Linked DNA regions of Rattus norvegicus: region 2 is linked to region 1. Evidence: chromatin contacts called from public HiChIP or PLAC-seq data. All regions are on one chromosome and are shown on one strand. Each heading gives the region's core, a stretch centred on a gene start, on an enhancer-like site or on the middle of the called end of the contact. The rest is flanking DNA. Distances are from core to core; before and after follow the strand shown. Region 1 holds the start of Phip (pleckstrin homology domain interacting protein). Region 2 holds the start of Lca5 (lebercilin LCA5).

Region 1 (4,684 bases), core at 1,490-3,989:
TTGCATACATATGCACAATAAATGACTTAGCAATCTCCAGTTAGCTGAAATGTTTTATGCTTGATGTTAAAGAATGTGAAGTGATCATGGTCTTGTTTTTTCTCAAAAGAACATTTAATGGACTTAGCAAGATGCAATTTAACAACTAGAGCTAAAAGCAATTCTTTATTTACTGAGGGAATGAGAGAAATCCTAATTTTTGTCAAGCACTCTGTATATTTTACATGAAACATTGATAGGAATTATTTTAAAGGCAAGCTTACAACTGTTTTCAAACTAAGTATTTCAAAAAGAAACTAAAAACATTGCCCAAGTTAGCCAAAAATGTTAGCAATAACATGTTTAGAAGGAAGCAGGCTTTCCTTAAAATTTTTTATTTTTGTTTTTCAGTCTCACGAAAAATCTTCCATGACTTCTGCCTGGAAACCATACATGATATCATGTTAGCTTTGCAGGTTTCCCAACACCTACAAAACTTTATCCAGCTAAATTTTACATTACCTGTCAAAATCTGATTTTACTTCACAGGGACAAAACATGGAAGAGTAAGAATTAGATTAGTGCTGCATTCAGAACCAGCAAACCTCAAGTCGAATTTTTAGTTATCAAAATCTGTTCATTTAAAGACCTTCTCAATGAAGTACCAAAATTATTTGAAGGGCACAATACATTTAAAACAGTTAAGATAGAACAACATCAGTCATATAAATAAATACAATTGCAAAGGCATATAAAATATGCTTTTATGCCTAATTATCCAGAAGCAGGCTACTTTACCCATCATTGTAAGCAAAGGATTACATGTTTTAAAAATGCAAACATGTCCAGATTCTGAGGACAGCCACGCCAGTTTAGGGGCAGTTCTGATAATAAGGTAGCAATAGGACCAATCATGATAACCTCTTATATTTATTTTATTGAGTTACAAAAGGCATTTTTACATCCATTATTCCAAAAAGGATTGAGATAGTTTCCTCTTGCTTACACGTGTGAGGATTTCTGGTGTGTTACTGCACTCTTGCAGTACAGCCGAAGGCGGCTGCAGCATTTCCCACTAGGAAGGCAAGGAGCTAGGAGGGTGCTCGCTCAGAGAAACAATCCGGAAAACACAATACACCTTCTTGGTCCTTACCTCACAAATTACCTTTTAAAATCAGACCCACAAAATGCAGCTTATTATCTAAAAAATTCAAAGAAGATCCTTTGTTAAGAATTAACAAAAGAATGACTATCCTAATTCTCTCTAAAATGCCAACCTTTAAAAAAAATTGAACTCTCAAAGTCTTTTTGGAAAGTGCTTAATTCATCTGGAGATAAATATCACTCGGTGTCCTTGTTTTCTAACAAACGGCCTTTTCCATTGTTCCCATTAATTTCACCCATATTCGTTTTAAAAATAACAAGGCCCCTATCCTCATCAGCAAAACACAGATGAACGATGTATCATATAAAACCTGTAATTACATTAGGATTTACGGAAGATTTTTGTTTCTGCTTTTCGCCAGTTTTTAAGAAGTCCTCCCGTGATTAACTGTAAACAGGAATGGTTTACACCATAAATTAGAAGCCATTAATTAGCATGACGAAGTCAACTGCAAGATACACAGATAATTTAAATTATTTAACCACTAATCACCTTTGCCAAACTGTAATATACTCTTTCAATAACCTTCGGTAGGTTATCGACCGGTCAGTAATTTACCTCCATATCAGTTAGAGATAAGTATTAGCTAGCGCCCTTTCCTTTCCCTCAGGTTTATATTAGCTCTTCTTGTAAACACTTTAAAAAGCTTTAAGGTTCTTCACTTCCAAATCCCTAATTAGCCATCACTAGCCTTTTTGTAATGGGGGAGGGAGGAGATGAGCTGAAGTACAAATCTGGAGTTCCTCTTGCCCGTTTATCAAAACAAAAACATTTAAAAAAGAAAACGAACGCTTCAGGCGATGGTAGTAATAAAAGAAATATGCAGAGGTGGCTTCAGGGAATAACGGGTTTGCAGAACGCAAGTAGCTCACAAAAAAAAGCAGCCCGAACCTCTATTGCAACCCACGGCACTCCAATAAATTACACAACACTTGCCCAGGCTGCAGAAATATCGCAGGACAAGACTTACACGGATGCCAATCCGCAGCATTTATACACATGCACATGGCAAGACAGGAAGCAAACACTAGCGTTCAAGTCGGGCAGGGCGGCGCGATCCCGACTTGGCCCAGCTTGAGAGTGCTCCCTGAGTCTCTCTGTGCGTGCGTGAGAGTGAGCCCCGTCCTCCCGGCATTTCCCCTCTTTGGGCAGTTTTGCTTCATTTGTTTCCTATTTCTGCTACATAGAAACTAACTTCCATCTCAGCCCAGCCAGCGCCGCTGAATAGAGCCTGTGCTGCGGCTCCGTGTGCGTCAGATCCCTCCGCGCAGCCGTGCCGGCCCCCTCCTTCCCTCCCTTTCTCCCTCCCGCGGGCGGCCTCCTTAGAGAAAGCGCCTGCCAGGCAGCCCGCCGCTTCGGCTCCGGCATCTTCTCGGGCCGGAAATAAATAAATAAGTCGTGGCCCGGGCCGCGCGGAGGGGCGACCGCGCGGGCGCAGGCCTAGGCCGAGGCACTCCTTTTCCCGCGGGGGGCGGGGGCGGCGAGAGCGGGCCGCGAAGGCGCGGACTCCTTTCTGTGGCGGAGGGATCCCGGCGGAGGCGGCCGCAGCCGGGGCCGCTGCCTGAGAGTTGTTGTTTCCTCCTCCTCCTCCTCCGCCTCCGCCGCCGTTGCTTGAATGGTGGAGCCGAGGCTCGGCTCGTGAGCACACACTGACAGCTACAGGGCAGGCGGCGGCACCGTCCCCGCTTCCCCTCGGCGGCGGGGTGTCCCGCCGGCGGCCCCGAAGTGACCCGCAAACATGTCTCGTGAGAGGAAAGGCCTCTCGGAGCTGCGATCGGGTAAGTCGGGAGCTGCGGGGCCGCCGCGCCGGGCGGACTCGCCCGCGGGCCCCCGCCCCCCGCGGCCGCTCAGCCCGTGTCTCCCCGTCCTTCTCTCCCGCGCAGAGCTCTACTTCCTCATCGCCCGGTTCCTGGAAGATGGACCCTGTCAGCAGGCGGCTCAGGTAGGCGGCGCGCGGCGCGGGCCGGGCGGGCGCTCGCGGTGGCCGCCCGCGGGCGTGGGGGAGGGCGGCGGCGGCGGCGGGGCCGCGGCCCGGGGCGCGGGGCTCAGCGTCCCCGCTTTGTTGTTGCAGGTGCTGATCCGCGAAGTGGCCGAGAAGGAGGTAAGGGCGCGGCGGCCCGGCGCTGTCCCGCCGCCGCACGGCCTTCCCCGGCCGCTGCGCAAGCCCGGGTGTCCGGCGGGGCGCGGGACGTGGGGCGCGGGGGTCCCCGGCGGGGCGCGGGGCGGGCTGGGGAGGGGAGCGGCGGCGGGCCGGGCTGGGGGCCGCGCTCACCGGGCGTCCTGTCCCCGCAGCTGCTGCCCCGGCGCACCGACTGGACCGGGAAGGAGCACCCCAGGACCTACCAGAATCTGGTGAGACATTCACAGCGCACTGCAAAGAAACTTTTCCCTGAGTCGAATAAAAATTGAATTTCCCGCAATTTTTTACAGAGACAAAAACTTGGCCCCAGAACGGGAAAGCTGCAAAGGCCACGGGGAGGGTTGGGAGGCTGGAGCGGGGACTGCGGGGGGCGGCGGTCGGGGGTGCGGACGCCCCGGGGCCGCAGGGGCCGCGGACAATTTATTTGTGATATTTTGTTAATGTGCTAGAAATAAAGATACGTCATGAGTGTTGTGCAGTGCAAGGCCGGAGGAGGAGGGGCCGGCGCGCGTATCCGCGCGGGCGCGGGTGCGCGCGCGCGGGGCGGCGGCGGCGGCGGCGGCAGCGGGAGCGGCGCAAGCCTAGAGAGCGCGCTCGCCAGCTCCTCGCTTGCTCTGCAAGCGCGGCCGGCTCAGCTTTCTCCAGACCCACACAATAGCTGGTGACTAACTGCTCCGAAGTGGCATTAGCATTTCACAAGAAGGCCTTTGAGCCCCGGTGGAACCTTGGCAAGATTTTTTTTTCTCTTTACCCCCCCCCCTCTTCCTTTTGTTTTCTGTATATTCAGACCAAGATTTTTAATTTTTTAAAAAAATCTTTTTGGTTGGAGGCGTTCTGATATGTTTGATGGTAGTCATCCAGCGGCACACTGTGCATTATACAAACAGATCGGCCGAAGTATAAACCTGGAAGTTTTAATAGGCGTTTCCTAATTTTGTTGATTTTGGGGGGGTGTATATTACCTTTTATTAAAAGTCATTTATAGAGGGCATTAAAGAGTTGTGATTTTTATCTGCATAGTTGCCCTGTGATGGACTTTGGCTTTTACGTTTTTGTTTATATTGAGATGTTTTCGTTTAATTGATTAAAAAATAACGTTTTTATAGTTTGTGAGTTTTCAAAGGCAATAATTTGCAAATAATTGCTTTCCAAAAATGGAGCTATCACGAGTATTGTGAATGGTAAGGTAAAGCCTTGCTGTTAGTTTACTTCATTCAGTAAAGGAGCTGTAGTTTTCACAGCATCTTCTTTGCCTAAGACATTAGTTAATATATAGTTAGTTGTTCGTATGCATGTGCATATGCATATGCATGTCACAGCAGGACCCGTTGAGCAGTTGAAATTTAGACAATGTATAAAAAATTTTTGAGATGTTTGTGACTCTTAAAGGTAGTTGTAAT
Region 2 (4,684 bases), core at 1,150-3,649, 480 kb before region 1:
CTGACTGATATATGAATAACACCGAGGTGTCTCTTTGCCCATTGCTTTCTTCTTTCTGTTTTTTCTTTCTTTCTGTTTTTTTGGTTTGTCTAAGACAAGATCTTGCTATGTATATAGCCAAGGCTGGAAGTTGAGATATTCCTGTCTGAGGCTCACAAATTTTAGATTATAGGTATCTGTCACACACAACTTTTTAAAAGAATGGTATCTTATGAATAACTGAACTTTTGCTGAGGATGATCATCTGTTGTAATAAGATTATCTTATATGCGTGTGTATGCATCTCCCCCTTTAAAGTTGTGGTCAGTGCAATTTCTGAATTGTCTGATGGCAGGAAGGTTATGGATTATTATTCTGGCTAATAAATGGTTTGAAGGTTCTAGCAAATTCTTCCACCTCTGCGATAGTCGTTACTTCATAAGAAAAACTGGAATGATTCTATTAGAAAACCATTTGTAGAAATAGTTAAGTTTTCTTCGCATATTGCCACAGAGCATCAACCATGGCAAAGTCCTACAGAGAAAAAAAAAGGCCATTCATTGGCCAATGGGAATCTGAAGCCACTGCAATAACAAGAACTCCTGTGAGACTAAAAACACGACCCCAGAGTACCCCGTGGTGAGCAGGCTTCATCCCCAAACACGATCTTTAGAAACAGCAGACAAGTATTTAGTGCAGCTAAGTAGTTTCAATTAGCAGACATATTAAAATGGGTAGCTTCATTTCTTCTTTTTCCTGAAAAGCCGTATCCGTGTAGTACACAGTGAAGTGAAACGATATAATCAGAAGACCGAAGTCATAACAAAACAACAGATCAAAACCATGTCGTGTAGAAAGGTGAAATTATCATCACACCCCTCAGATAAGCCTTTAAAACATCAATTCCGTAAAACTGGCTTTTGAGGTGGGAGTTTATAAATTATTTTGGTCTATTTTTTCAAGGTCAAATAAAAGCAAGGGTTAACTCTGACAGAATAACACTGTGCACTGTAGTAAGGACACTGAAAATGTTATATACAGAGAGGTACTTTTGTTTGGGAGATCTCTAAATTTTTAGATACTTTTTTTTGACTTGCCGGTAACACTATTGCCAGGCTAGAGAAGCACTCCAAAGATGCTAGGTTTGGGATTTAATAGCCATGTGGTTCTCTCCTGACCTCATCACTTACTACTCCTTGAATCTCTTTTCTGGAACATAAATGACAACTAACAATATCTAAGTCATGGGTTGAAACAGAATGGGATCATACAGCCTAGAACATTCTGCATGCCCAGCTGTCACAGTTGTTGGCTGTCTCTGAGTTGAACAAACCTTCTCGGGAGGGGGTGGGGGGCAGTCATCCAGGGAGATGGCAGAATACTTCTTTATTTATGGTTCAACTACTTTCTGTTAACTCTGTCAGTAACAACAGTAAGCTATTTTGACATAGAACTATGGGACTGAACTATGGGATACGACGGACTTCATGGCAGTTTGCGGGAGTCCTTTTATTTTCACTAAAGGACAATTGCTACCTCCTAAGGCAAACTGTGTACCATAGGAAATTACATAAGAAAACACATAGAAAAGTACATTTACAGTATTTAGGTAAGTAGTCTGTTACTTGAAGGGGGATAAAAACGAAGTGAGGGGAGAAATTGGGAACGATGATCTTTAATGGGCAACAGATTAGAATATATTTGCATCAAAGAATTTGATCTGCAGTTCAAAACTGAAACCAGAGAGACACTGAGTAGCCTTAAACAGTCTGGATGAGAAGCTCAGAGAGCTTCAAAGCCCCCGTGGAAAAGATTTTCTTTATAGCATCTTTGCCTACTGCAATTAATGCTGCTTAGTGTGAGCTGTCAAATTTAAAAGAAAAATTAGCCATCAGTCACCCTTCGCCCACTGGCATGCACTTAGGAATATTTCCTTCAAAAACGTAATTCTGCTCAAACGTGTTCCCATTATCCTTTAGCCCCAAATTTCCTTCAGAACTTAAAAATCCCACTCAAGCCATATTTAAGATGCGTTGTCTCAAGAAAGCCCAGAACCCAGGCAGGAGCACATCCTCCTACAGATCAATTTCAGCGGAACTAGAAAACTATATTATGATTTCTTTATAACGAAATCCAAAATATTCAGAAAGAAATCGGGGCAGTTTTCAAGGATTTTGTCCAGTGGCCAGTTTCACAGACCCTTTCCCGAGTCGGCGTCCCTCTTCCAGAAGGATTGGCATTCTTTCGTTCAGTCCGGGGCTCCGCGAAGCAACAGTCCTCGCGGGTCGTGGTCCCCGCCTCAGCTGCGGACCAATGGCTGATGCCTCTCGTCTCGCCATCCCGCCTTCCGATGCCACAGTAACCAATAGAAATGGCCGTATGCAGTTAGTAACCAATGGGAACTCGGGGGGGCGGAGGTCGGTCCTCCCGCGGTGCAAGCTGGGCCTCCGCTCCGTTGCCCGGGAGCCGAAGCCGCCGAGCCGCCGCCCGCAGCCGTGGTCCCTACAGTGAGTGAGTTTAAACTCCCCGCAGCCGCAGTCTGCAGCGTCCGGGTACTCTAGGTCTCGGGCCGGGGCTGTCAGTCGGATTCGGGGATCGGCCCATGATCCGGGCAGGTGCAGGAGGTACCAGCTTAGAGGGCGAGGGGCGGGCGGCAGCGGAGAGAAGTGGTCTGCGGCCGGGGGATGGACTTGATGGGGTAAGGCGGGGCGGGGCGGGATTGGACGGCTGAAGCGGCTTTGGACAGGAGCGAGAGAAAGTTGAGAGGGTGGGATTTGTTAGCCCCACAAAGCAGGAGGAAAGCATGTGCAGACCGATCCAAAGAAGAGCGAAGTTACCAGAAAGAAACCTCAGGAGGCTGGTGGAGATCGGGATGGGAAAGAAGGGCGCGCGGAGCCTTTCAGAGACTCTGGAACAGTCTAGGATATTATTGTTACACTGTCGTTAAAGGGGAGAGGCACTTTGGTCTAGGCTGTGGATTAATTTTATACATCACTGAGGGATGATGGAATGAAGCGAATAAAGGTAGTTAGCAAAACCTACCTGTTGGCATAACTGAGTTGTGGTGAATACAGATGCCTTTTGTTTCGCGCTAGCTGAACAAGGGAACAGTGTTTCCCAGTGTGAAGGGCTGGTCCATTTCACCAGAATGTAAATTCTTAATCACTTCATGGGCTTGAAAAGTAATGGCATCTTTGGTTGGTAACACGTTGGTAGTGGCAGTATTTTTTTCCCCCAGAGGAGGGGTGCAGTGCAGACACATTGTGAGGATTAATTTTAAGGAGGTCTACATTTGGGTAAGTAGGGTGGGGGGTATGGAGGAAGGTTTTATGAAAGTAGATTTTCTTTTAGGATTGATTTTGTGCGTTTTCCCCCCTGTCATGGGCCAGCTCCTGCCTGCTCATCTCCACCCGGAGTTTGAGGGTCTTAACTCTTTGCCTAAGCAGAGTATGCTTGACCACATACATACTTATGCCCAACGTACATTCAGGGTTAGATGTCTTTGGGATCAACTGTCATAATTTAGGGCTTGAGAGATGATTCAACAAGCAAGAGTACTATACTCTTGCAGAAGTCCTAGGTTTGATTCCCAGCAGCCACATGGCAGCTCACAACTGTCTGTAACTCCAGTTCCAGGGAATCCTATGCTGTCTTTTGGTCCTTCTGGGCACCCGGAACTATATACATGGTGCACTCACATACATTCATCAAAACACCAACATAAGTAACTAATAATTAAACAAACAATCAATCAATCAAACATAATTTAAAAAGTCATTTAAATGATGAGGGTTGGGGTGGGAGAGCTACAGACATGAAGGAAAAGGTAAATGGAGGTTTCATTTTTCTCACGCTCATTAATCTGTATCCTTTCCAGTCTCTTTCCACAGTCCAATTTGACATTACTATTTACAGTATTTCACTCTGATTTCATGCATATTGGTTAGTATGCTTATTGAAATGTATGGCAGGAAAGATAAGTTTGCTTCAGTTCTTTAAATTGATAAACTGTCATTCAGAGGTCAAAAGCAATTGATGCCTGTGGAAAAGAAATATTTCCAAAGCTGCATCTCTTTAACCTCCCAGAACCACTTCTGTGAGACTTGCTAGACAAAGGCCCAAGCAGTCCCTCCCGTTGTCAAGTTGTGGGGACACCCCTCCCCTGCCACAACTCAGCCTTCCATTGTTTTCATCCCATAGTTTTCTTGGCCAACTCCATCCTTCCTCTTGGCGTCTACTGTCTATAATTTACTAGCACACCCCCAATTTTGCATCTCTCCAACTTCTATGTAGGTAATTGTAGATACTTCTGATTGGATTAACCTGCCCACAGGTACCTGGAACTCAGTATGCCTGATAAACCCCACGTAGCCAGATGATATCATTTGCATCCAGTCTTACAAGTCCAAAACTTTGAAATCCATCCTGGTTCTTCTCCTCATACTCTGAATTTAGTCCATCACCAAGGCTGGCATGTTCCGTATCTCCAGCATCACTTTGAAGCCCCGTGTCCCTAGCTTTGCCACTGTAGCTCAGACTCTGGTTCTTGGGTTAAGGTGGAACTCTGTAAAGCTCATGTCTAAGTGCTTTAACCTTCCTAAAGATCCCTTGTTTCTGTCAGAAACCTGCCTGTGATTGTAGCTTGCCCTGACCCAGCCTCATTCATTCCTTCGTGATGGTCACAGCCAGTGTACTCATTTCAAAC

The links. HiChIP or PLAC-seq counts read pairs in DNA pulled down with a chosen protein or histone mark.
Region 2: an H3K27ac HiChIP or PLAC-seq map of oligodendrocytes shows a contact between it and region 1, with 6 times the contacts expected there. The contact joins the promoter of Lca5 here to the promoter of Phip in region 1. A contact is called at or near these places in 1 of 12 Hi-C or Micro-C datasets (frontal cortex) and 1 of 1 datasets of contacts at active chromatin or transcription factors (oligodendrocytes).

The regions. Positions count from the first base shown.
Region 1 is chr8:92,769,076-92,773,759 of GRCr8, reverse strand. Phip (pleckstrin homology domain interacting protein) reads left to right here and starts at 2,739. Exons shown (of 40, transcript NM_001427740.1): 1 at 2,739-2,922; 2 at 3,028-3,086; 3 at 3,216-3,245; 4 at 3,437-3,496. The coding sequence starts at 2,883.
Region 2 is chr8:93,244,129-93,248,812 of GRCr8, reverse strand. It overlaps Lca5 (lebercilin LCA5), which reads left to right and starts at 2,399. Exons shown (of 8, transcript NM_001393917.1): 1 at 2,399-2,486. All of the region lies in intron 1 of LOC134480083 (a long non-coding RNA gene), which reads right to left.